Regions from separate parts of the Ovis aries genome. Here region 2 is linked to region 1. The links are chromatin contacts, called in public Hi-C maps. All regions are on one chromosome and are shown on one strand. Each heading gives the region's core, a stretch centred on a gene start, on an enhancer-like site or on the middle of the called end of the contact. The rest is flanking DNA. Distances are from core to core; before and after follow the strand shown.

Evidence for each region. A called contact is a pair of places that touch in the nucleus more often than the background predicts.
Region 2: a contact with region 1 is called in a Hi-C map of hypothalamus, with 4 times the contacts expected there. The contact joins the promoter of INSYN2B here to the promoter of LOC114118715 in region 1. A contact is called at or near these places in 2 of 16 Hi-C or Micro-C datasets (hypothalamus and skin fibroblasts).

Annotation. Positions count from the first base shown.
Region 1 is chr16:1,781,081-1,785,415 of ARS-UI_Ramb_v3.0, reverse strand. LOC114118715 (heterogeneous nuclear ribonucleoprotein A1-like) reads left to right here and starts at 2,016. Exons shown (of 5, transcript XM_042233650.2): 1 at 2,016-3,187; 2 at 3,770-3,982. It overlaps DOCK2 (dedicator of cytokinesis 2), which reads right to left. Exons shown (of 52, transcript XM_042233648.1): 12 at 3,624-3,700; 13 at 2,905-3,030; 14 at 1,574-1,698.
Region 2 is chr16:2,069,362-2,074,229 of ARS-UI_Ramb_v3.0, reverse strand. INSYN2B (inhibitory synaptic factor family member 2B) reads left to right here and starts at 1,548. Exons shown (of 4, transcript XM_042233649.2): 1 at 1,548-1,726. The region is part of intron 27 of DOCK2 (dedicator of cytokinesis 2); the gene reads right to left.

The DNA of each region.
Region 1 (4,335 bases), core at 767-3,266:
ACTTAAATGCTTGGATTTTGCTCAACTATTAATTAATGGAGCCAATCTTTCCCAACAAAAAGGCAATTGTAAGGATATGTTTAAATTTAAAAAATAATTATGAATCTTCCTAGAATTTGACAGAAGTGGTTATTAGCCTAATTTTTAAACTGATAAATAAATTGGAGACTATTCTTTTAATCTATAGGCCTTATTTGTTGTTTGCTGTGAGTCACTCAGTCATGTCTGACTCTTTGAGACTCCATGGACTGTAGCCCACCAGACTCCTCTGGGATTCTCCAGGCAAGATTATTGGAGTGGGTTGCCATTTTCTCCTCCAGGGGATCTTTCCAACCCAGGGATTGAACTTGCGTCTCCTGAATTGGCAGAATTCTTTACCACTGAGCCACCAGGGAAACCCGTTTAATAAGAGGGCCTAGAATGTTAAACCAAACCCCATCTCTGCCATATGCTAACTCTATGACCCTGGGAAAGTTATTTCACTTGACAAGGGTTTAGTTTCCCCCGCTGTAAAAATGGGGGAAATAATAGCAATGCATCATGCTTGTCACATGCCATTGTTGTTGTTGTTGTTTACTGGCTACGTTGTACGTGATTCTTTGTGACCCCATGGACTGTAGACCACCAGGCTGCTCTGTCCATGGGATTTCCTAGGCAAGAATACTGGAGTGGGTTGCCATTTCCTTCTCCAGGGGATACTTATCACAATCTCTGGCATAGAGCAGTGCCTCGATGAATGCCAGCTATTCGTAGGTGGAGGGTAGAAAACTCTGCCTGAGCTCTAGGGCCCCAAGCTACAGCAGAACACCCATCTGCGCTCACACCCCCATCTCCTGTGCTATCTGATCACCTACAGCGGCCTAAGAGGAACATCTGCCCATGCTGAAACTTCCGCTGAGAGCCGATTTTATTTTCTGCTAAGTACTCTAAAAGGAGCAATTGAAAAGCAAAACCATCCCACACACTGGACACAGCTGCTGACAACCTTAAAGGAAATATAAGTAAATAAATGTAAACACACATGACAAATATTGTACAGGACATATGCTGTATAAATATTTATAGCAATATGCTTTGCATTCCTGAATACACTCTGCCCGCCCTCTGGAGACCAATTTACGGGTAAGGCTTTCCACCAGAATGTCTGGCTGAGCACTGGGGAGTTAGATTAAGTGTCGGCAATGTCCGTTTTGAGGACATTCTGTGTCTTCACACCAGCCCAAGGCTCTGTACTGTTCCTTTTTCCTGCCATGTATTTTCCCTGAATAAACTAGCTCAGGTTGCAATAAAAACAACATTTTTAACTGCAAAAAGCCAACATACAAACTAAGGCCAAGCAAGAAAGGAATAAGAGGTCATGAAAGGAAAGGGACAGACACTGAAAAGCCAACTGCTTTGCTGTAAAGAAACAGCAACACACCAGGGCTTATTATGGGCTACCGGGCCAGCCAGACTCTAAAGGTGTGTATCACATTACTCAGCACCGCCCCCCGAAGGCACCTGGCACTTAGAGAGCAGGATCAAGAATGAAAAGGAGGGCCCTGTCACCCAGGGCAACAGCAGGGTCCCTTACAGGCAGCGTCTTGCCGTCCTCCGCACACACACACATGATCACTTCCACATTCCTCTGTGTGGTCTTGCTGTACTTGTCAAAGTCGCCTTGTAAGAGGGTGATGTAGATGTCATTCCTGACGTCCCCTGGGGCAGAGGGAGGGAGACAAGAGTTGGAGTCTGTGCAGCGGGAGAGACGTCAACCAGAGGGCGCAGGGAGTGGGGGATTGGTGGCAGTGCCCCACCCGGACGTCTGTTAATGATACTAAAATCAGAACTACTTGGGAAAGCATTTTCACTTCATCAGGGAGACAGGAGCAGAAGGTGACAAGAGGATGGAGGAACAGTAGGAAACTAGTTGCAAAAGGGGAGGTGGTCACAATTGGGCATGTTTTTCTCTCCATTAAAAATCACTTAAGTTTCATCCTCTAGTGACACCTTCTGGGAAGGCAAAGTAAAGCTTCAGTTGGATTGATCTTGGTGCATGAGTAACAACCACTGACAGTTCTCTCCATGGATCTTTTACTGTGCAGAAGGAGACAGAACGTGTCCAAGTAACACGGACAGGGCCAGGGACAAGGTAGGGAGGGTCTTCAGGAGTTGAGGGGGTGGTGATAGCTGAAAACCCTGCAGGGAGCGCACAGGAGCTGATGCCTTAGTAAAGGCAGGCGTACGTAACCTGTGACTGCAGTGGAGCACGACTCAGCTGCTGAAAGAAGGGCTTAGTCAGAGAGACTGGTCACGGGCACAAGCACTGGGCTCAAGTTTAAGGCAACAGGCAAGTTTCAAAAGAGTATTAGTATAGAATCTCATTCACTTTTTTTTTTTTTTTTTACATACACATTTGGAAACTATATATCGTTGTGGTTACTTTTGGAGACAAAGATTTAAGAGAGCTTTCACTGTTTCCTTGCATCCCTTTTTCATGTCATTGGACACTTTACAACAAGCGTGGACTATTTCTGTAATAAAAAATCGCTTAACAATTTAAGAGAATGACCGTACTCACCCCCAGAAAGAGCGAAACTATCCCACATGAAGTGAAGTGGATGTCCATGGTAAACTATTACGTGATAAGTCAGTCGCAGAACACTGCGCAGAGAATAGCAAGTAATGGGACAGAAAGTGTATAAAGCGCGATTCCATTTGTGAGGGGAAGTGCACGTGTATATACTCGTGTGTTTATGTTTGTTTTGTAAATGCATGTAGTTCTGGATATACAGCTCTTTTCAGCAGTTGCCGTCAGGGGAAGAAATAGAGAAAAGCAGTAGAAAAGAAAGGAGCTGGCTGTTGAAAAAGAAAACGGATCAGAGCAGCTAGGCCACCGCCAACCCCTCCCGGGGGAAGGAGAACCTGGCATGATGATCTCCGGGAACCCCAGCTTCCTGGCCACCACGGTCGTCCTGTCCACGAGGTGTGGGTAGTCCTTGCGGATCTGAATGATGTCACCCACGAGCATCTTCATGGTCACCCAGAGGCCTGGAAGGGAGCACTCAAAATGAAGAGCCAACTCCTAGGGGCCCCCCCAGCCTCTCCCTCCCATGGTCTCGCCCCTCGTTCTCTCTCCAGAGAAGACTGTGAAAGCAGAGACAAGTAGCCACAGACGCAGTGGCCCAGCCCTGGGGGAGGCCAGAAGGTGGGATGCCAAGAGCTCTGGAGTGAGGCACCTCTGGTTTGAGTCCCACCCGTTACTTCTAGCAGGAGCAGCTTCCGTCACTTCATCACACCCCTCTAATCCCAACCTGCGTAAAGTAGGCTTGACCCCATCTGTCTTACAGGACGGTGGGAAGGAGGGAAGCAAACAAGGAGACATTTCACAGTGCCTGACACACAGGAAAGAGTCAGGATACACCAGTTCCTCTCTCCCTTCCAGCACAAGGACATGCCTCCCTTCTATTTCTCAGGTAGAGACTTCCGTCTCTGTAGATCACGAGACCCCACTCTTCATAATGGCCTGTCTGGAAGGATGGTTATGTCTCCCAGAGTCTAGGGGTTTGAGCTGGTTGCTATAGAACCAAGGGAGAGCCCAAGCTGAAGTCAGGTCCAGCCTGCTTGGCCAGCAGGCACTGTACCTTGCCCTCCGCTGTCCCCCTTGGAGGCTGTGACTTTGCCCAGCAGGCTGTGCAGGAAGTCATTCTCAGCTGTTACCCTAGACAGGAAAAGAGAGCACAAAATGCTTGCATGGTACCCTTATAGATTCCCTCCCTTGTGGTTTCAGGAGCTCCAGAAAGTGGCCCAGCCCCTCTACACACCTTAGGTGAAAAGGGAGCCTGCCCATGTCAGCTCAGAGTGTACCTGCCATCAAGAAGCACATCTCTCTCTTTCACAAAGCAATATGGCTCTGAAACTTGGAGAATACCTAGGCTACAAGTGGAGGCCATTTGTATTCCTAGGAAGATTCTTTAAAAGAAAGGATCCCCAAGCCCTCAAAGTAAGTATCTGCTCAGCAAGGTGGCAAAGCTCTGGCTGCTCATGCTAAGTCCTAATCACAGGTTAAATCCAAGTCACTGGGCATTATCTGTTTAAAAAAAAAATCCTCCTTAAACAAACGAGGACCATGTTCCCAAGCTTGGGGTCTCACTCTCTCAAGCTTTTTTAGATCAAGGGAAGGATGTTTACCTTCCTCACTGCCCTCCTTTAAAGTCATGGGTATGCATGCCCATGAGAACTAGGGCCCGACTCCCTGTTATATGCTCCTGATACACTGCTGCTTCGTAGCTTCACGGTCCTGGTCATATTTGTACTTGAAGCACTGATCTGTTGTTACCTACCCATTTAATTCCC
Region 2 (4,868 bases), core at 299-2,798, 290 kb before region 1:
GACTCGTTGCCTCTGCAGTTGCTTTACATTGGGAAAAGAGCACTGTATTGATGTCAGGAGATCCAGCTTGTATCAACATTCTGAAGACAACTGATTTTCTGGTAAATAATTTTACATGTCTAATCTCCAATTGTTCCGCCTGTAAAGCGGGACAATAATCCACCCATGTCTAACCCCAGAGATGCATCGTAGGATCAGTGGCCTCTACGGTGCCTTGAGCACACTGAAGTTCCCTGCAGGAGCATCGGTGGTTGGACCATGAATCAGCCAGTGAGTGAGAAGCCAGCAGCTGTCAGGGCTAACGTCTGCCAGCAGAATTGAGGGTATCTCCTCTGGGAACCTGGTAAGGCAAGCAGTGACCATTCACCCTCCAGCTGGGGAAAGGCACTCCAGAGTGTCTCCTGCAAGAGTCCCCTAGGCTGCCAACTTAATCAAAGGAAGTTCCCTGCCCAGGGCAAGCCTGTGGTGGATGGGAAGCTTGGGGTGATGCAAGTGTCTCCAGGGATCCCCACTGCTAAAGGGTGTCAGATATAACACACCATAGCTGTGGGTCTGGAAGTGTTGTGTTTGAACCAAGTATTATATCTGTATCACAAACTACTATCTTTGTCAAAAAAAAAAAAAAAACTGCTAAAACCAAAAAATGAAAAAACTTCTCCCTTTGTTATAAAATTATAATGTGAAAAAACTCCCAATTCCAGGTTTACAGTTCAGTGACAGTGATAGAAGGAACAGCCTCGATGTCCCCAGGAAGCTCCTTCTGCACTCCTCCACCAAGTCTTTAGGGCAACTGAATGTTCTTCCAGTTCATGTTCCCAAGAGTAACTCCCAAAGATATGGATTCTCAATTGCTTCTAGGTTCTTCCCAATTAGGACCTCAGGGATAGCATACTTTCCCAGTCAGCAGGACTAGCTGTGTAATTTGTGGGGCTCAGAACAAAATGAAAATGGAAAACTACTTGTAAAAATTCCTCAGAATTTACAGACAGCCACAGGGCCCTTCTGAGCACTGGACCAGGTCACACACCAGGGAAGGCAGCGCTCCTACGGGTGACCACCACGCACACGCACCACAAGTCTTCAGAAAACACGCAGAGCTGGCAGGAGTGCAAGGAGCAACAGCGGCGACACTGCTGGGCACTGGGACCCGGAGCCTTCTCCCTGGGGGTCAACTGCCCTGGCCACCCTGGAGTCCAATCCTTCCGCCTGCTGAGGCCCCCAGCGGGGGACTGGTGAGTCTGCGAAATTATCCATCCCTTTCAAACCAGACAGAAAGCCACCATCACTGCTAACTTCACCAAGTCCCACGGAAACCAAGAAACAAGTTTATTATTGTTTATCTTTCCAGCAAGGCTGGATGCAAGAGGGGACGAATCTTCCGAGTTAGAGGTGTGTGTGTGGGGGGGTGGGGGGGGGGGGGGTGGGCACAGACGTGTGTATCTCCTCTACTCCCTCCATCTCTTCTGTGAGGAGCTTCCTCCAAGAATTCAGCCAGTGGCCACTAGAGGTCTTTCCTTTTCACATGGTAGCTGCCGTGCAGTTTTTTCGGCTTTTTATTTATTCCTACGTGAGCAGACCCACTACACTTCTTGCATATAAACAGTGAAAATTACAACATAAAGGACTTATTATTTCTTCTTTGGAGTAATTCTGCCGCTGGCCAAAGCCTGGCTCGTTTTGCAAAGAAAGGAAGGGCATTCTCTGCAGGTAATTCCACTGCTTCAAGGTAAGAGATCTGGGTAGGTTTTATTTTTTGTGATCCATCATCCTTTCAGAGCAAATGCTATCATTTCTTGGATAATAGTTTACTTTTAAAGCTTGGGCTTAAATGAGCCCTGGGATTGTGAGCTTGTGTGTGTGTGTGTGTGTGTGTGTGTGTCTCAGAAAATCCACCATGGTCGGAACTGCAGGCTGCCCCAAATGTACAGATACAGATCCGGAATGCTTGTTATTTCCAAAGGCTTGTTTGAATTTGAAGGGGGTGGCGGAAGCAAGCAACAAACCTCAGAGGTCAAGTTGCCTGGAAATTATCTTGAAAAGGCTACTTGTCTTAAGCCTTCCTTAGAGAAACTTCCATGCTTCGTTTTAAATGAAAATAAAAGGGGAAGGGGATTCCCGTGCCCGTCTCATTTGGAGAGAGTGACTATTTTATGAAAGAAACCACTATCTTTTTATAAGGATTTGTTCAGTTCATTGATCAATCAAAATTACTTTTACCAGCTTGTTCATCTCTTGATTCTAACTACCTCGTAGAAAAACCTGGCTGAGTGCCTTCCAGCAGGATCTGTAGTGTGCTGTGACTGAAGTTTGGACAAGTTACCTGCATTTGGCTGTTAATGAGAAATGACAGTGCTTTACTTCCAGCTGGAAGCTTTCTTTTTTCCTGCTATGGTGTCTAGCCCACTTTAGTATCAAGTCTGTCCGAAATCACACCCATGTGACTGACTGATTTGTGAACCGGCAAGAGACACCAGCAGCAGGTTCAAATTCAGTAAAGGCTCCTCTTTGTCATTTAAATTAAGAGCCCAAAACCTCTGTTCATCACACAATGAGAGAATGACAGAATCATGCTGTGTCTCTCTCACGGGTATCCCCTTTTCAGCAGAGCCCTCAGCTCAGCAAGCCACTTCTTGCTCCCGGTCCTCTTCCCCTTTCACAAGTTTGAGACCTTCCGTATCCACCATGTCTGAAGGTTTAGAAAGAGCTGTAGGGGTTGGGCGTGGGGGAGAAGATCAGACTGCATTTGCTGTAGCAACTCAGACCTTCCTGATGTTGGCACTGCTCAAACTTTACAGCATTGGAGCCCAGACTCCCAGCCCTGCCAGCAACATGGCAAAGCCTGAAGGCAGCCTGGGGGACAGAGGGGCAGGTGGACCCCCTGCTGTTCAGGCTGCCTAGAAGGTCCTTCTTGCCATCCTTGGTGGAAATTTTGTGGTCAACAGATATTTACTACCAAGGTGTGAGGCAGCCACTCACCCATACCCGAGCAGCATTCCAGCTGCCCAGATAGGAAATTGCTTCTTAAAACCGAATGGCAGGGGGATCCGCATTAAATTCCGGAGAGAAATAGTATCTGCGATACTGGCACAGACCAGGCAGAGTCACCTCAGCTCCATCTGGGGTGGCTTAAAGTGTAGCTGATGAATCACAGCATGAAGAGACATGGTTTGAAACTAGGTCAAATGTGTAAAAATAAATGCAATCATCGCCGGCACTTGGCTGATGAGGGGCTACTTAACGCCTTGAGTGGCAGGGCTTATTTGCCGTATAGAACCCTCTTCAGTGATCCACGACATTCAATCCTCTTAATTAATTCACCCCATCAGTAAGCAGGGAGGTCCTGCACACCTGGGAGAGAATTGAAGCTCCAAAGGAAACAGTCAGGGTCTCTTCGGTGTGTGATGGCAAGAGAAAATGAGAAACCCAATATTGTGTCGTTAGTATTAATTAACTGGGATACTGGGTGATTGAGATCAGGAGAGTAGCCCTCTCCAAATCAGTTTACTCCTTTGAGTGAAAAACCACTGTGATTATCATATGACCATCATCATCCTCCTCCTCCTATCGATAAGGCCAATATTTCGGTGCACAACACTCAAACATATCTATTTAACCTCTTCTAAAGCAAACACACCTACACACATGGTTAGGACCCTGCAGGGCTGAGTGAACCAGGAAGAGGTGATCGGTCTGCCCTGCCTTGAAGACCTAACAAAACAAGGGGAGCGGGGCATGGTGGATGCGAATGCACCCCTCCCCACCTGAGGTTAGTGGGAGTGACGCGATCTCAGAGGGAGGGAAAGAGCCCACTTCGGGAGCTTGCTACCTAAATGCCAGCATTACTATGCGATGCCAGCTGGTGACATGTTGCCATAGTAACTTCAAATAATGTGCTCTACCAAAATAAAATAAAATACAGAGCGCCAAGGAGAGGAAAGAAGGGAGGAAAGTTTGCATGCCGAGGGAGATGCGAAGTTTTACCTGTGGGGCTATCCCTTTCTTCTGGAGCCTAAGAGTAGCGAACGCCACGCTCAGGTTGCTTCCCCATTCACCCGCATGTCTGCCATGTGGTTATGTAACAGATTTGATTTTTGGGTGGAATTGGTACTGTCTTTGTGATAGATCCAGGACCGGAAGTGGGAAGCTATGGTGTCAAGGAAAACAAGGACTCTAAAACCCCTTCGTCTTAGCAGTTTGTCAGGAAGCTGAGAGTTACAGTTTGCAGCAATCTTTGGGGAAAGCAGTGCATGCAGTCTGTCTTAGCAACCATTACACGCCGGGCACGGTGTTAGGTGCAGCAGTGAGCCGGATGGATAACACTCTTTCCAAAGAGCCTACATCTGGCTCTGCCACGATGTAGAACATCAGGTGGAGACCTAGGAGCCAGACTGCCTGAGTTCAAATCTCAGCTCTATCCATCATTAAGCACGTGACCTTGAGCAGGGTCTTGCATCTTAGAGTGAAAGGGAATAGAAATAGTTCTTGCTGCACACATTTTTGGTGAGAATTAAATCAACGTGTGCAAACCTCTTAAAATATAGAAAGCCCTCAAAATGATTAGCCATTAGTATTATTGCTGTTGTTGCTGACTGTGACCCTGAAAACCTGTGCAGCTTGGTTAACTGAAATTTCTGACCTGGACAGATGAAATGAGGACTGCAGCTACCCTGACTGTCTGTGGATGCATCAAGCACTCCCAGTTGCAGTTGGGACACGTGGCTAAGCGTCCTTTGACTCTGAACATGGCTTTAGTCAACAACACGTCCAAAGAAAAGCTGTTTAGTAAATAGAGCGTGTGCCTCTTTGAGCAATGCATGATGGGAGGTTCTTTTTATGTGGGACAGTTGCTGGCAGGTAGGATAGGATGA